Regions from separate parts of the Capra hircus genome. Here region 1 is linked to region 2. Evidence: chromatin contacts called from public Hi-C data. All regions are on one chromosome and are shown on one strand. Each heading gives the region's core, a stretch centred on a gene start, on an enhancer-like site or on the middle of the called end of the contact. The rest is flanking DNA. Distances are from core to core; before and after follow the strand shown. Region 1 overlaps TBC1D5 (TBC1 domain family member 5). Region 2 holds the start of DAZL (deleted in azoospermia like).

Region 1 (4,127 bases), core at 119-2,618, 490 kb after region 2:
TTTACAAAAGGTTAGTCCATGCACATGTATGGACCTTTACACGCTGTATCATTTGATCCTAATGACATTATGAGAAAACTGAGGCTTACAGAGTTTAATCGACTCTATGCCCAGGAAATAGTGTTTATATATATAGCTAGCAGTATCATGCGGTTTGTCCAAACTTAAGGACTAAAGCAACACGTTACTGCACTTCTGCATCAGAGAGGGTGACGCTAAGGAGCGATTCGACCTGGGGAGCGGCTGAGGCCTCTCCTCGGTTCTTAGGATACACACGCACTTTGAAATGCTTTTTCCTGGAAACACAGATGGACGGTCAGGTCTCTTGTGTTCAGTTAGAGTGTTCCTGCTTATATTACAGACCAGATTTCAGGAAGGGCAGGGGCTGTGCCCGTCACAGCTTCTCCTGTTGGGTGATACATGGCGGGGTGGCAGTCAACCTCTGCTGATGTTCTGCGTGGAAGACCTGCAGGGGGCTGACTGCACTGCCGCTGCTCGACAGACAGCCCGCAGGCCACGTGTGCCGTTTTAATTTTCTCGTATCCATAGTTAAACGCTAAAGACAAGTAAAATTAATTTAAATAAGTATTTTACCTCACCAAACATCCAAACTATGATCATTCCAACATGCCATCAAAATAGAACGAGATAGTTCACACTCATTTCTTCAAACGAAGTCTTGAAAACCCAGTGCACACTCGTTGCAGCGCTCCTAGGCCCGACGTAGCGAACAGGTCCCACCCCGCACAGCACAGGTATAATCCACTTAACAGTCTAAATTTCCAAACTTTTTCACAACATGTAGACTGTTACATAAAATAACCATCGTAACAAAATTAAGATGATGAGGTATCTAGGCGAAATCTTTTGAATACCTGCTTTAACAAATCAGCTTATCAGTCATTTACTGGGTGGGAATATGTATCCAGTTATCCAATCCAGAGAGGATCTGAAAGTTCCGTTCTCCATGAGTTTCTTTTGTAGCTTTTATTCTGCCTAGCTAACTGTCGTTTCAGAGATAACATTAAGTCAGCTCTTTTCAGAATTTATCTCAGAATGAACAAATTCCAAACTGGTGGTAGTATTAATAAAGTACCATGTGGAGTGTATCGCATATAAAAATTGTGTACTAAAATACATTTCTCCTCTGTTACAGAAACTGGCTAACATTTCTGTGCCCTGTGAGAACGAAAACACTTAGACCTCAAGAAGCTGGAGTCGCCAGCATGTGAGACAGAAGGAAGGGCCTTCAGCCTCTCTGCCCTTTCCATGCCTAGCACACAGGCTCAGGGCAACGTCGGGTGGACGGATGAGACGCTTCTCCAGCCAGGCCCCGCCGGACAGATCCCGGCCGAGTCCGGGTCAGCAGGCCTGCAGCCCGTAAGCTGCACAGCGTCTTGACAGGACCGACACCCGTCCACGGGGGCGCCGGGGCCTGAGGCTCACTCCATGTCTGCGGGCGCCGGGGCCGGACGCTCACGCCTGGAGGCACACTGTTTACCACGCAGAGCTGGGCAGGACTCCAGCGGCACTGAGGCACGCTTTCTCTCAGGTGCCGACTCTCTGCAGACAGTCCCAGGTGAACAGAACTGCGCTAGCAACAGCACGCCCCTTCCCCGGAACAGCTGCACCCGGGGCTGGTTTGGGCCAACGGAGGCCGGGGCTGGTCCCCTCTCGCGACGGCCTCTGAGTGCTGTCCTGGCCTCAGGGGTCCCAGCAGCAACGGCACGGGGTTCACCCCCTCCCGCAGCTCAAGGCTGCTGCTTTGACTCCTCATGGATTCAGGGTGCCCCTTAAGGCACTCCCCCAGAAGCGTCCTACGAAGGTCTGAAGTCCTGACCCAGAACGGCTTTTCATAATTACACGGTAAGTCACTCTTGAATATACTAAATATCCTCAAGCCACAGCAGGCATGCGCAGTCTTTCCTTCAAATGTCGGGGAACAAGCCCTATGCGGGCTGACGGTAGGAAATGTGTCTAGAAAGTCTGCCGGCCCCGAGGACGGCCCCACAGGAGCTCGTAGGAGCTTCTGAAACACCAGCTCAGGAGAGACGAGGCCTCGCACACACACCGACTAACCTCCGACCCCGGCCAACGAAAGCTCAGAGGAGGGACCACCCGACCTCGTCTCAGGCCGTCAGATGGGAGCTACATCTGAAGGGTGGGGGTGGTGGTTCAGGGAAGGTCAGTTTTCTGCAGCAAAGACAGTATTTCAGAGGCAGACTACTGGGCACACCTCGATGAGACAAAGCCTGGTCGGCCCCTCGGGGCTCCCTGCCACCCGCGTGGCACTGAAAGGAGCGCCCCCAGCCGCGGGAGCAGCGCAGGGCGAGTCCAGCAGGGTGGTCTCTCCCGACGGCGATCTCACTGGCTGTGCTGGGGAGGAGGGCCGCAGGCCGGGGCGACGGGGGCACACACATTCCTTTCAGAAGCTGCTGGCACCCTCAGTGTGGCCTCTGTCCTCCCGGTCACCCGGCTCTGGGGCAGGGAGGGAGGGAAGGCAGGGTGAGGACAGGCCCACTGGGCCCAGCAGAGCGTGTCCTCAGACAGGGGCCTGGCCGCTCCGGTCAGCAGCCCTGGGGGACTGCAGGCTGGAGGCAGGGACGTGGGCTCAGGATGACTGGAGCTGGGCTGGACGAGGCGCCTCCTGCACTGGGCCCCCGAGAGATCTCAGGGCTTCAGCTAAAGCTGGGGCGGTCGTGGGTGACACACGAGCGGCTTGCCAAGCAGAATCCCTCAGATCCACACCTGCTGAGCTGGACACAGCTGGGGTCCAGTCTGACTCAGCTGCTGTCTAGTCGCGGGACCCTCAAGTCCCTGACCCTCCATAGGACACAGTCTCCTCCCTGGGGAGGCGAGCCCTTCACATGTGCTGGGTGCCCATGGTGGACACATGGGAAGGGCTCAGCGTGGTCTGAACATCTGCGATGGACTCAGCACACGCAGACCATCCACAGCGCACTGGGCACCCCCGACCCAGCACAGGTGGGTGGGGGCCGCCCTCCAGCCGCAGACCTGGGCGCTCTCCTGGATAGGCCCACGGCCGCCCTGCTTGGGGTGCCCACAGACCTGGGGCACTCTCCTGGACGGGCCCACGGCCACCTGCTCGGGGGGCGCCGACAGACCTGGGCTAACGGGCTCCGAGCACAGGCCGCTCTGAAACGTTCAATAAATGTTCTGGGTCCCACGGGCTACGTGTCGATGGAGCTTATCTGTCAAGAGCTGAGTTCACTGAAGGAGCTGCTCCGGCATCAGTGGGGACCCGGATTGCAGGCTGGCTGGGGAGAGAGGAGGGAGGGGACGCAGGTGAAGCTCCTACGATGCCCCACGTGTGATAGTCTCGTGACCTTTCTCTCACTAAACTCAACAAGGAAACAAGGACATGGGATGAGTGGTATTCCTAAATGGCCGGGCAGAACCCCGTGAACCTGAGACCAGCTGGGGATTTGGACATAGGACACCTAAAGGCAACACATTCAGGAGGCTGGGAATTCTAGGGGTCGCTGGTGGGAAGCCTGGCTCAGAGGATCGGGAAGGGCAAGGCCTCCAGGAAGCCCAGCGCTACGGTCACAGAAAGGGGGTTGCCTGGACGTCACACGGTGACCCTGGAGCACACGGGACGCAGCTGGTCCCCTCCTGGTGACAGAGTATGGCCTCGCAGGCCTGAGTGACAGACGGCAAGAGGGCTCCGGTCTGCTCCTGAAACACACACGTTGGTGCCGCAAGAGGGCAAAGGACCTGCAGCGCCTGCAACCAACCCGGTTCTAGCCCGGCCAGAGACGTCTCATCCAGGGCTGACGTGCGAAAGTGCAAACGTGGGGGTTCAGATCGTCAGGACACGTTATTAAGACAAGACAGAGGCATTGCGTGGTTTGCTTCACACGGCTGACCCTGACGGCCAAGGAGGCACTTGAGGAGGCTCATGATGACCCCACCACCACAGCCGCCCCCAGAAGGCGGCACCCTCCAGTCCCTGCGGCGGACAGGCGTGGGGGTGCCGTCCCCCACCCCCAAAGCAGCTGTCCCTGCTCTCTCTACAGATGAGAGGCGAAACCCTCCAGTCCTTGCGGTGGACAGGCGTGGGGGTGCCACCTCCCCCAACCCTGAAGGAGCTGTCCCTGCTCTCT
Region 2 (4,217 bases), core at 333-2,832:
TTGTTATAATATGGGCATAACCCTTTTAACCAGTGATTCTACTCCTGGCAATTTATTTCAAGCTATTAATAAACAGGCCAAAACATTTTCACAAAGATACCCATTATTGTATTGTTTTAATGCACACAAATTACTCATTATAAGGGAATTTGGTAAAATAAGTGATGGTAATATATAAGTATACAATTTTTGGTAAAGTAAGAAATTATGTATTCAAAATTATTTTAAATTTCTCTTTGGAATAAGGCCCACTATATTAAGTGAAGGATACAGGTTGTAGTATAGTATTACATGGTACGGTACAATTTTTATAAAATACACCTATTTGCCATACATACATGAAAGCAATCTGGAAGGACATACATCAAAACTTCAGAGTGGTTACATACCTAGTTTAAGATGGACCTCTGCTTCCTTACATTGATTACTTTCTAATGAGTTAATATGCTAGTTTTATATAAGAAAAAAATCAATATAAGTATGCATTTCTCCCCTCGCCTTCTTAAAAAAAGGACAAAACTCAACATTCACAGTAACTCAGCTTATTAAGTAATTACTGATGTGGATAAGTACAAGACACAATTATTACAAACAGCAGTTGCATACACTTGTAAACGTTTACTTTAAAGTTTGTGTGCCCTAATAAACTGTATATAACTTTTCTCCCTTTACTTCTAAAAATAGTGTATACTAGTTATTACACCACAGGCGACACTTCACTACAGTATTTAATGCTATGTACATCATCGGAGGCTTGATGGTTGGTCAAAACTGTTCTCAACAGATGCCCCTAGAGGTGGCATCGACTCTAATGCATTTGACAAAACGCTCGTAAATATCACCCAACAGACCGCGTTAATACTCGAGGGACTCTCTGTTGGAAAGTTTCTGGTTTCTTTAACGGAACAGTATTTCCCAAGCTAAAAATTCCTCGAGCTCCCCACTCCGAGGCCGCTCCGAGGCGAGGGCAGCGCCGACCTCGTGAGGAGATGATGGCGTCCCCACCCGAAGTCGCCGCGGCGGCCGCCACCGCACAAGCACGAGGTCAGCCCGGCGCCCGCACCCTCCGCACGGACACACCCGCCCAGGCCCCCGGGCCCCGCCCCGGACCGCGGGGCCCCCGCCTCGGGGCCTCTCGGGGCCCCCGCCCGCCGGCGCCCCGCCGCGTGCGCCTCAAGGGCCGCGCCAGGCCCGACGCCATCTCGCGGAGGCCGGGCCGCCCGCCTGCCTCGGCAAGCGCGGGAAACGCGCCTTCCGGGGCGGCGTGGGGCGCGGGCCCCGCCCGAAGTCCGGCCCGCCGAGTGCCAGGCGCCCCTCCACACCCCGGCGGCTGCGGCCCGAAGGCCACAGGCCTTGCACGTGCTGGGCAGCGGCCCCCGGCGCTCCGACAGCCCGGCCTCATCCCCTCCGCCCGCCCGAGGCGCCGCGCAGGCCGCCTCGCCCGCCCTCAGGCGGGGCCCCCAGGACAGGCAAGCGCGGCAGCCCCGCGCCGGTCCAGGCCCCCTTCAGCGTCCCGGCCACCCCAAGGAGCCCCCTTGGCCTCCTCCACTCACCATGATGGCGACAGCCAGTGTTCCCTCAGAGGGGCTCGAGGACGAAGCAGAGGCTGGCTTCGGGCACCGCGCTCGGAGCTGCTGTTGGGTCTGCTCGTGCCCGCTGCCCGGCCGGACTGGGCAGACGGAGCGGCGGCACACCGGACAGAGAGTCAGAGGCGGGTGGCGAGGCCGAGGGGCGCCGGCGGACTGAGGCGTGGCCAGCGGGGCGCCGGGAGGTGGCTCCTGCGCAAGGTGCGGGGGGCTCGTCGTGGAGGCGCCTCAGCCAATGGGCGGCCGCGCTGGCGCCCCCCGGCGGCGGGGGCGGGGCGGGGCGGGGGTGGGAGGCCCGTGGAGCACGGCTGCGCAGGCTGGGGGTACGCAGGGGGCGCGTGAGGGCCGTCCTCCCACCACCCCCGCAAGCGCCGCCCCCAGATGAGGGGGCTGGCCGACCCACAGAAAGGCGTGTTACCCCAAAAGTGCTGTGGAGGCACGCCTGAAATAAGTAGGCCTACTCACGTATACACTAAAGTTAAAAACAAACTTGACTGTGTCCAGGCGCTAGTTTCAAAATGGCGTCCTGAAGGCACAGGATTAGCCCGATCGTGGTCACCCCTACCCTCGCCACCAAAATCGGACTAGCCCGATTGTGGTCACCCCTACCCTCGCCACCAAAATCGATGGAAACGCCAACAGAAATAGCAAATAGAAATATGGATATGGAGAACAGGCACGGAGGCGTCGAAAGCACAAAAACTTGGGCGAATTCCCTTCAACTCTGAGAAAGATGGGGTTGGATTGGAAGAAACACCAGCTAGGGCAGGCCAGCTTGGCATTCAAGATGTTCCTTCTTTGAAGAAACAGTCATCAAAGCCTGTGGTTGCCAGAAACGCAAGGTGTAGGAGGGAACAAAACAGTCAAACATTCCTTTGTTTGGGGAGTTCACGTTGTGAGGGGGAGAATTTTTCTTCTAGGCCTCACAGAAAGAAGCCAGGCCTGCCTAGAGAGTTCTGAAACCACCTCAAGGTCAGAGAAACAAGAGCAAGGGTGAGCTGCAGGGCAGCTGGGGCAGCAAAGCACAGAACTTTGGAAACTAGCACGCTGTGTCCACAAGGAGTACCCCTGACTTTTATCCTCAGATTTCACTTCTGTACCGATGAGAAATAAGAAAATGTTATTCTTTTGAGTAACCAGAAAACTGACCACAAACACCTAACATCACTGGATAGTATAACAATTAACCTGATTTTGAATGTGCTGCTAAACTTATAAAAATGAAGGCAAATACCAAGATGCCAGAAATAAAAATAAACTGAAAATCAGAGCAGTGAGTTGTTGAACCGATTCTTCTCTGACCGTGGGTGTGAGGGCTGGGGTGTACAGTGATTAATCTGCTGGTTTGCCCTGAACCTTACTGGTTTTGGAACTGAGAAACCGCTACATTCTTGGAAACCAGGTCAGAGGCGGTGGAGAACAGTTATGTCATCTTAGGTGTGGGCCAAACGTTGGTCTTTGTGACTTGAGGCCTGAAATTGCAGGGACAGAGGTAGGGATGTGGAGTGGCCCAGGGTCTGCGCTGGTGCTGAGTACACGGCAAAAGGCGGTTGGCCACGAGAGACATCAACTCAGGAAAAGGGCAGACTAGGGCAAATGGGAAACACCCAGGAGACAAGCAGCTGTCCTCTTTCTGGATGAAAATGAGAATTATTTAACTGATGAAATTTTAAAATCCTAAGCCTGCATTTCATGAGTTTGGAGTTTATAGCACTTGGGCTGGTGTTGGGATTTCAAAACCTACAAATTAATTCCTTTTAACCTTTGCCTCCTCCCTGCAAAAATTTCCCAGTCAAGGTGCAACTGGAATGCCTGGCAAAAACAAAACCAACCTGCAAGGATATTTCCACAAAAGGGTGAAAGGGATTCTCAGGATAAAAGAACCCTTTAAAGTTAAGCTCAGAATGAAAAATTATACTATCTACCATGAATAAGAATGGCAGACAATGAAGATTAAAATGTCAGAAACTTGCAAAAGAAATTTCTTTTGGAGGGTGTGTGTGCGCGTGCGCGCGGTGCGCACCTATGTGAGTGTGTGCACTTGGGGGCATGTGTCTTTTTCTCTATTTGGAGTCATCCACCTTGTATATTGTAAGGTGATTTTTCTACTGTTTTATAGCTTTTAACAAAGTTTTAAACAAAGTCTCAAGCCACTAAATATCTTTACTCACTTCTTGAATAATTCAAAGGTCTCAGGATGTTTTAACTGGGCACACCTCTACTAATTTAGCAGCTTGATTTCCCTGGTGGCTTAGACGGTAAAGTGTCTGTCTACAATACGGGAGACTTGGGCTGGATCCCTGCGTCGGGAAGATCCCCTGGAGAAGGAAATAGCAATCCACTCCAGCACTGTTGCCTGGAAAATCCCTTGGACAGAGGAGCTTGGTAGGCTACAGTCCATGGGGTCGCAAAGAGTCGGACACAATTGAGCGACGTCACTCACTTCACTTATTAATCCCTGCTTTAGATCTATCCTGTTTTCCTTCTGTAAATTAGACATCATTCTTTTTTTAGACCCATCTGCATGTGTAAAAATATTTTGATGACCATTTCGCTGCATATCTCAGATCTTCCTTCTGGGTGGTTTTCCTTTTGCCTGAAGTAAATTCTATAGAATTTCCTTTAATAAGT

Evidence for each region. A called contact is a pair of places that touch in the nucleus more often than the background predicts.
Region 1: a contact with region 2 is called in a Hi-C map of blood, with 2.8 times the contacts expected there. The contact joins the enhancer-like site here to the promoter of DAZL in region 2. A contact is called at or near these places in 3 of 5 Hi-C or Micro-C datasets (blood and liver).

The regions. Positions count from the first base shown.
Region 1 is chr1:153,991,208-153,995,334 of ARS1.2, forward strand. The region is part of intron 19 of TBC1D5 (TBC1 domain family member 5); the gene reads right to left. Among named protein-coding and RNA genes, the nearest start is that of TRNAW-CCA, 250 kb to the right of the region's middle. Within about 2 kb of position 1,369, at least 1 of the 5 cell types and tissues checked has an H3K27ac peak or open chromatin away from gene starts, as enhancers often do.
Region 2 is chr1:153,497,379-153,501,595 of ARS1.2, forward strand. It overlaps DAZL (deleted in azoospermia like), which reads right to left and starts at 1,583. Exons shown (of 11, transcript NM_001314241.1): 1 at 1,554-1,583. The coding sequence starts at 1,556.